2 separate regions of the Mus musculus genome follow, and region 2 is linked to region 1. A link is a contact called in public HiChIP or PLAC-seq data. All regions are on one chromosome and are shown on one strand. Each heading gives the region's core, a stretch centred on a gene start, on an enhancer-like site or on the middle of the called end of the contact. The rest is flanking DNA. Distances are from core to core; before and after follow the strand shown. Region 1 overlaps Bpgm (2,3-bisphosphoglycerate mutase). Region 2 overlaps Cnot4 (CCR4-NOT transcription complex, subunit 4).

Region 1 (3,930 bases), core at 572-3,071:
CTGGAGAGCAGTAGCTCAATATTGGGTTTTACTCTGTTGTTTACTGTCTCCAAATCCTATTTCTTTATTTCATGGGATCAATCACTGATCAGGAGGCTTGACAGAAGCTTTAGTTAAAACAAGCAAGCTTTTTCACACCCCAGTACCGTGGATGAATCCGTCACAGCATGCTAGGTGAAGAAACCTCAGCAGAGAATGCTGCGTACCGCCTCGGCCCACGCATGTGGCACGTGGGAGCGAACCAAGCTACAAGGTCCAAGCAGAGCTGAGTGGCAGAGGCAGGCTGCATGTCTGCAAGGCGACTCGGGGTCAGGGGATGCTAGGCTCTTGGGCATCGTCACTGCAGGTGCCTACACCTTTATAGACGAAGCTTAACGGAGCTGGCTGGCAGGTGCTTTAGTGTTAATGTAGTGAAAATGGTGCCTCAGAAGAGACCGGCTTCATTCAGTGTAGTCAGTAAGTGAAGTGCCCTTAATCGGGACCTTAGTTTGTGTTCCACAGAGTGATCGTCTGAGTGGGATTCAATCCCAGGACCCCTATTTGCCACCGTATTCTATAGCCATGTGCTTCCATCTGCTCTCTCCACATACACACAGTGGAATTAGATGAACACACCTCCCTGTGTCTTGAAAACTCGAGTGGGCATTGTTACGGCCTTTTCAGTCTTCTGGAGCTGTGTGGTGCCGACTCTCTTCAGTGCCTAAGCCATCAGCAGGCCAGGGCCACCCTTCAAAGTTCTGCTTCATGAGATGTTACACCGAAGATGCTGGAAGAGTTTGTGTGTATTTTTATTTTTATGGTGCTGGGGATTGACCCAAGGAGCTCACACCTTCCAGACCAGTGCCCTGCCACTGAGCTGCACCCTAGCCTGACCGTGTATTTTGTTAGCCTTGCCAGTGTTACTTATACAGGTTGTGAAGCCTTCTGATGGCTTTTCAATCCCAGACTGATGACCTCTTATTTGTCACTGTATTCTATAGCCTTATGCTTTCATCTGCTCTTTCCACTTGTACACACACACACACACACACACACACGCACACACACCCATACCCATCTGTGTGCTTCTAACATCATCTAGTAAGGCTAGAAGTAGGTTATGGACCTCTTGGAGTCAATGTGTGTGAGCAATACAGTTGAAGACAATGTTACTGGTTGGAAGTTAGCTAACATTCTTACCCGAGGATCACCACTTTAGGAGCCTCGTGGCAGCATCTCTGACAGGCTCCCTGTCTGCTGAGCCTGGTCTGTAACCTGCCTAGTAACGTATTTCTATTAGAGATCGATTTACGTGTAATCTGAGAATGCTTAATATTTTCAGAAGACAAACAAGGCATGGGATACTATACAGTAAGAAAATTCCCCCAGGGACTGCTTCACTGGTTTTCAGAACCATAAATAATTGCCTACAATCTTGTCAGTAAGTCCAGGTTAAAGCCGATCTCGCCCCTGACAGTTGTGCTTCTCACAACGCTGCAAGAGAACTTTGAATGCCCGCGGGAGAGCTAAAAGCAACCTGTTGTGCACAGTTCCAGACAGGCGTGTGTTTCTTTTTCTTGTGGTTGGCATAGTTGCTTCCTGTTTGTTTCCTGCTGGTCCACACTGAAGGAAAAGCCGAGTACCTAACTGAGTGTTGGATGTGGTCTGTACCTTGCCAGAGGAAGTAGATTGTTTAGTCTGGTTTAAGCACAGGATCAGGCAGATGCAAGACAGGGATAAAGAGTGGCGGCAAGAAATTTGTATAAGACTTGGACTCTGTCCCTGGAGAAGTGTACACAGCTGCACACACAGCAAGTCAGACACAAGGTGACGTGAAATGAGAGAAATGAGAGGAAAGGTCAGCTAGAGCTGGCTGCCAATGGCGGCTGAGGTGTTTGTCACCTTTGGCATTTAGTAGGATATTTTCAGAATCATGGAGTTCAAGCCCTCTTTCCTGGGAGACAAATAATTGCTTAGTGGTAGAGCTGAGCTAGCTTTTATGCAAGCCTACAAAATCTATAGTAGCCTTTATTCTTAAATAGCGTAAGATTTTAACTGTAATTTAACTAAACAAATTAAATTATAATTATTTGAATACATTATTTAAATTATAAGTGATTTAAGTGAATAAATTTGGTAAATTATAGTGAATGAAAAGTTAACTAAAACTGAAAGGTGAATTCATCTCTCTCTTGCTTAATTTTAAAGCAGCAGCTATTACCCTGCCATCAGGTTACAGGGTAATTTAATACCCTGTTTTCTTTGGTTTCCCCAGGCTATCTTTTAATTGTATGTATGTGAAACTAAAAATTTAGAAGTCTAAAATTAAATTTACTTGTATGGTCACCTGTAATGGACAGTCTCTTCTTTCAGCCCTTACTGATAATAGAAGAATACACAGCGTCGTTGTCCCATAGGTCCAGTGGGGACAAAGAGGGGTGGGTGGGGGTCTCACAGTTGGCTGCCACCAGATTCACTGAAGCTGGGTGGTGTTTTTGCTTTTTTGTTTTTAATCCTAAAATATGGGCTTTCCTTTCGTCCTGTAGCAACTCCTCCTGTGTCCCTGAGTGCTGCTTTTCCCCATTTCCTGCTGCTAAAAGATTTGTAGGCATTTTAGAGAAAAGCCAAAGAACACACAGAACAGATTTGTGCAGTTTGCTTGATTAGCACTAGGTATAAACAACTTTTTTGTTCCAGGCTAAGAACTGTTTAAATGCACCTCCCACACCTCGTTTCTTGCTCAGTTCATAATGAGAAAAGTCTTTAATCAAGGCTTCAACAATAAAGACTAGACTTGAAAGCCAAGAAAGTTAGAATTCACTCAGTTCAACTGTATGCCCAGGGCCCAGTGATTCAAGTCCTGCTTTTGGCCCAGGAGCTAGAGTACACATGAATGAGTGAGACACACAAGGTCCTGCCTATGGTGGATCCTATGTGCCCCTTCTGATCTTTCAGAAATGTCACCCAAAAATGCACATCTGATATGACCTTCCTTGGAGTGCTCTCATGCAAAAGCCTGTTGCTGGGGAATCTTTAACCTTTATTCCTTATAACCTGCAATCCCATGTAAAAAGTGCATTCTTGGTGGATCCAGTGGTGACATACCTAATGTATCTGACGGACCATATAGCTCCATGTTTTGTGCCTCCTAGCAGGCAACCTTCGAAAGCACTGCTCACAGATGCACAGATTCCAGTTATATTCTTGTAAGGATGGTGAGGCACTGCCCGGAGAGCTGGAGTCACAGAGCAGAGTTCTCATTCTGGCAGAAGCCAGGATTTGTTCAAGTGCTTCTCCCAGAGGTGTTGGGTGGGGCATTGTGGTTGAAGTACAGTGTCCTGTGTTCTAGTTTGTTACCATGACTTAGAGGGAGTGCCGGCAGGTTGACTTTCTTTTTTTCTTCTTCTTCTTCTTCTTCTTCTTCTTTTTTTTTTTTTTCAGTTTTCCGAGACAGGGTTTCTCTGTATAGCCCTGGCTGTCCTGGAACTCACTTTGTAGACCAGGCTGGCCTCAAACTCAGAAATCCGTCTGCGTCTGCCTCCTGAGGGCTGGGATTAAAGGCGTGCGCCACCACGCCCAGCCTGCAAATTGACTTTCGGAAGCTACTCCTGCACGTAGAAAATAAGTTATTTAAGTTTTCCATTTTGGGTATCAATTTACTCACATGGTTTTCTCCTAAACTTTCGTTCTTTCTTATCTGAAATGCTTCCACCATTTCCAGTGGTTGCAGTGGGTTTCGAGAAGCTCCTGCATAGAGACTGGAGAATTAAAGATGCTCTAGGTATTCCGATGCTTGCCTATGGTAGGCTCGGCCCTCCAGAGGCTGGGGTAGAAAATTTCCAGTTCAAGGCAAGCCTGTGCCACATAGTTAAACGCTGAAGACACCAGGTGTAAAGTGAAGAGATGGCTTCAGAGGGACTGTGATGGAAAGAAGGTAGAGAGAGAGAAAGA
Region 2 (3,909 bases), core at 280-2,779, 530 kb after region 1:
CCCTTACCATTTTGTAAGACTCCTGTCTCCAGATTCTAAGCAGCAAAGACAAGGCCTACAGACTCGGCCAATAGGCACTTCGTGGTAGAAAACAACAGGTCTTCCACAAGTGAGGCTCAAAGCTAACAACCCGCTCGTGCTTTCAAATACTTCTGTCACACTTTTTGGTCTTGTTCTTACACAGAAAACCAAGTAATAATAAGAACATCTAAGGAGCTCCTAACTTGGAATACAAAGACCAAGGCAGATACGTGAAACTTTTCTCTTGAAGACAGACAGACAGACACAAGAAAGCAATAAAGAAATGGAGACTTCCTAGAAAGTGGAGCATGCGGTAGGGATGGAAAATGAGCAAAAGACAAGCACAAGATTTGCCCCAAGCTCTGTATTTTCAGTATTGACATTTTTTTTCTTTGAAAAGGAAAACCAAGAAGGTACATACAAAAAACTCACTAGGGAAGTCACTACAGATTTCCCAGAGCTAGCCATAGTGGCCACACTCTAAAACCCATTGTATGCTCCCGGTGTCCAGAACAAAGAGCAGCACTGAAGACAACACTGGGAGTTTTAGACCACAGTAGACAAGAGGGAGAAAGCCAGATTGCATACAAGCTGGCAGGAGTGGCTTTGGCTTTCCAACCATGATACTGAAAGCAAGACGACAGAGTAATGCCTTCGAACTTCTGAAGAGAAAAATATGTTACTCAGAACCCGGCATCTAGCACACCACCCACCCAAGATGAAGGAGGTTAATTTTACACACATAGATTTTGAAAACATTTTTCTGTTTTGCTCAAAAAATATTGCTGGAATATATCATTCCAGCAAATTATGAAATCGGAGGGATAAAAGATGAGGGAAGAAGAATCAGAATGTAAGAAACAGAGAACCCAAGAAGAGAGGGACCTGAGGAACACCGGATACAGCAGATCCACACGACTGAGACAATGACTGTGAAGTTGTCCATACCCAAGTTTCCACTGCCTCTTGAAGCACCGGATGCCTGCCATTTTGGTTGAGGTACTTTCTGTCCCACAAGTCTTCTCCCTCAGCTATGCCTTCATCAGTCACACCCACCCAAGCCCTAAGTGTTGTCCTTAATTGAAGAGGAGACAGTAGAGAGACAAACTTGGGCACAGACAACCCTGAGCTCCTGCAGACTACTTCCGTCGAGCATCTAGGACTGGCCTTACGCAGCGGACCTGTTAGATACTCTAACTGGTGAGTCTTGCTCTCCAGTGCTCACTGTGACCTGACTCACTGTCTTCCTCAAATAGGTTTTTTAAACTTAGCAGAGAAGCTAACACCAAACCAGGCCCCAGAGCCTCTAGTGTGTTCCAAGGCCCTTACCAGAGACTGTGGCCAAGTTTTCCTGTCGCTGCTGGGCCTAGTTCAGTACTCAGCTTTTAAAAATGAAGCAATTCATTATCTGTGGATGCAACTTAGCTGGCAGCAGGGAAGAAAGGAAGGACAGAAGAACAAACGTAATGGTGAATAATGTTTGTGGGTTGTAAGTAAACAGAAGAGGTGCCTAATATGCTATAACTTGTGCAAGGCCATTGTAACTTCTTACACAGTAGCCACACCTTTATGGAGTAGGTATGACTCACTAAACATATACAATTATAGCAAGGCAGAATGTCTCTTTTACAAAAAAGGCATCATTTTTACTGCTGTACCAACTGCAGGATTCCCCCATTTGCTTCTGAAAAGGTCTGTTTCCTAGGGGTTGCAGGTTCAGGAAACAAAGGTGAAGGTCCCAGGACAAAGCCCACAGTTCCCAGTTCTTTCACATCACTGCAACATTTCTGTTAGTTTACAAAATGGGTTCTTCGTACCCTCTTGTGTAGCCTGTACTTGTGGTATTTAATAATATACTGTTTATTATCTAAAATACTGTTTTCTTTTTACTTTGTTACTGTTTTTGACAGGGTCTCACTTTATACCCCAGACTAGCCTGGAACTCATGGGAATCCTCCAGTCTCAGACTATGAGATTATAGGTGTATATGCAAAAAACTCAAAAAACTGCTTTCTTTAAATGAAGTAAAGATAAGATTAAGAGAAAAAAAAAGTCCACCCCAAAACACATTGTATACAATTCAATCTACTCTATTTGTCCTGTAGAAGATTCTCTTTGGATACTGCTTACAAGACTGCCAACTGAACGCAGTCTTCTAGCGAGAGCCTCCACTACTTTAGTCAGGTCCCCCTACTCTGGCTGGCCGAGACAGGTGTCTGGACTGTCCGCCCCAGGGCTGCTGGGTCTCTTTCCTGCAGCTCAGAGGGTGATGCTACTGGGCTGCTGCTGCCGCTGCCACCGCTCCGACAACTCTTCCTGGAGACCCATCTCAGCATGTCAGGCTCCTACTCACTCCTGATGAGTGGCTTCAGTTGTCAAGGTCTGCTCTGCATCTCTAAGAGAGAGTTCTTAGCCACTGGGAGAGGAGTGTTGAGAGCAAGAGGGGCTGAGCCTTAAAACTAGCAGTGGCTGACAAAGACAAATCTTTTATGTTCTGATTTCCTCAGAACCACGCTCCACAGCTGAAGATGTAAAATCTAATGGAAACTCATATGGTACTGCATCATTAAATATTCCAAACCCACACGAAACAAACTGAAAAAACAAGAACAAGACTCACCCGAGGGTCACCATCAAGTTTTCTGTTTTATTTAAGATTTTAGTTTTAATTCTGAAGAGAGAGGTACATTTCCTTGTTTTTAGTTTTAGCATCAGGTTATAACCAGGTTTGTTTTCTTTTCTCCTGTCTTTTCAATACTGCACAAACGTCCAGAAACTACAGGGTTAAGTAAAAGCTGCAGGCAAAGAGGTCAGAGATTTGCTTCTGTTGGTGATCTGATGGCCCCAGAGCAGTGCTGGCTCAGAGTGCCCTGTCAGGTGGACTTATGGTCAAAGAAAAAAAAAAGATTCTGACAGAGGAGAAAGACTGAGGAAATCACATAGAATTCAGCTCTTATAAGGATAGGTATTGAATCTGTGAATATCTTTTTCCTTTAAAACATCTGAATTTAAGTCTAAAGCCAAAATTTTTTCTCCTTAAAAAATTACTTTTCCTTCCTTATAAACTCTTTAGCAGTAGGCCAGTTACGACTACAGATCAATTTATCTTCTCATCAACTTCCAATAAATCCCTTTGCTTAACAACACAATTGAGTCCTCCCTATCAATTCAATAAAGAATTTAAAATGAAAAGCATTTTTCCTGCAATAGTGAAAAGTTGAATACAAGATGGAAGCCAGGACCACTGCTTTCCCCCATGAACTTAGCAATCTCATTTAAGTCGGCCGTGCTCTCAGTTCTGCAGTTGACAATGCATTTACTTGACCTTTCCTATAGATTAATTGTCATTTTCTGCTAAGCAGATTATGTCATTATGAGCGACAGACAAACAGTAATTTTCTAAGTATTGAGACTGCCTTTTGATTTTCTTTTTCCTCTGCTTAAAAAGGCAATTCCTGCCCCCCAGAAACATTCAACAGTGTCACTCACTCAAATGCTGGATCAACCGAAACTTTTTACAATGAAAGAAAAGATGGTAAAGACGCTGTGATCGCATCGTATCTGGGGGTAGGGAGAAAAAAACCCGACCAGGAGCTGGATTCTTCAGAACGTTAAGAGATGAGAAGGGAGCTGTGAGTGGGCTGAGGGGGAACAGGGTGGGACAAATCCTGCCCTTTTCAATTCCCTCTTTGCTTAGTGGCGGTCCAGTGTGGAACTCTGTAGCAGATCTGTGGGGGTTTTGCTGGGGGGTCTGAAGGCTGTCTGGAAGCCTGGGGGTGGAGAGTGGAAGCTGGAGGGATTTGAAGGAGGTGGGTAGGGGTTCCAACTGGCTCTGTGCAGAGGGATCTGTGTGCTGAAGGGGGCGCTGTGATGGGGTTGTGACGAGGC

Evidence for each region. HiChIP or PLAC-seq counts read pairs in DNA pulled down with a chosen protein or histone mark.
Region 2: a contact with region 1 is called in an HNF4G HiChIP or PLAC-seq map of pancreatic cancer cells. The contact joins two enhancer-like sites. A contact is called at or near these places in 2 of 115 datasets of contacts at active chromatin or transcription factors (T-cell acute lymphoblastic leukemia and pancreatic cancer cells).

What each region holds. Positions count from the first base shown.
Region 1 is chr6:34,493,655-34,497,584 of GRCm38.p6, forward strand. The region is part of intron 2 of Bpgm (2,3-bisphosphoglycerate mutase); the gene reads left to right. Among named protein-coding and RNA genes, the nearest start is that of Gm52898, 16 kb to the right of the region's middle. Within about 2 kb of position 1,822, at least 68 of the 459 cell types and tissues checked have an H3K27ac peak or open chromatin away from gene starts, as enhancers often do. A contact at or near this core is called in pancreatic cancer cells, where this site is marked.
Region 2 is chr6:35,019,417-35,023,325 of GRCm38.p6, forward strand. Cnot4 (CCR4-NOT transcription complex, subunit 4) reads right to left here. Exons shown (of 12, transcript NM_001164413.1): 12 at 2,649-3,909. The coding sequence ends at 3,715. Among named protein-coding and RNA genes, the nearest start is that of Slc23a4, 43 kb to the left of the region's middle. Within about 2 kb of position 1,530, at least 10 of the 459 cell types and tissues checked have an H3K27ac peak or open chromatin away from gene starts, as enhancers often do. A contact at or near this core is called in pancreatic cancer cells, where this site is marked.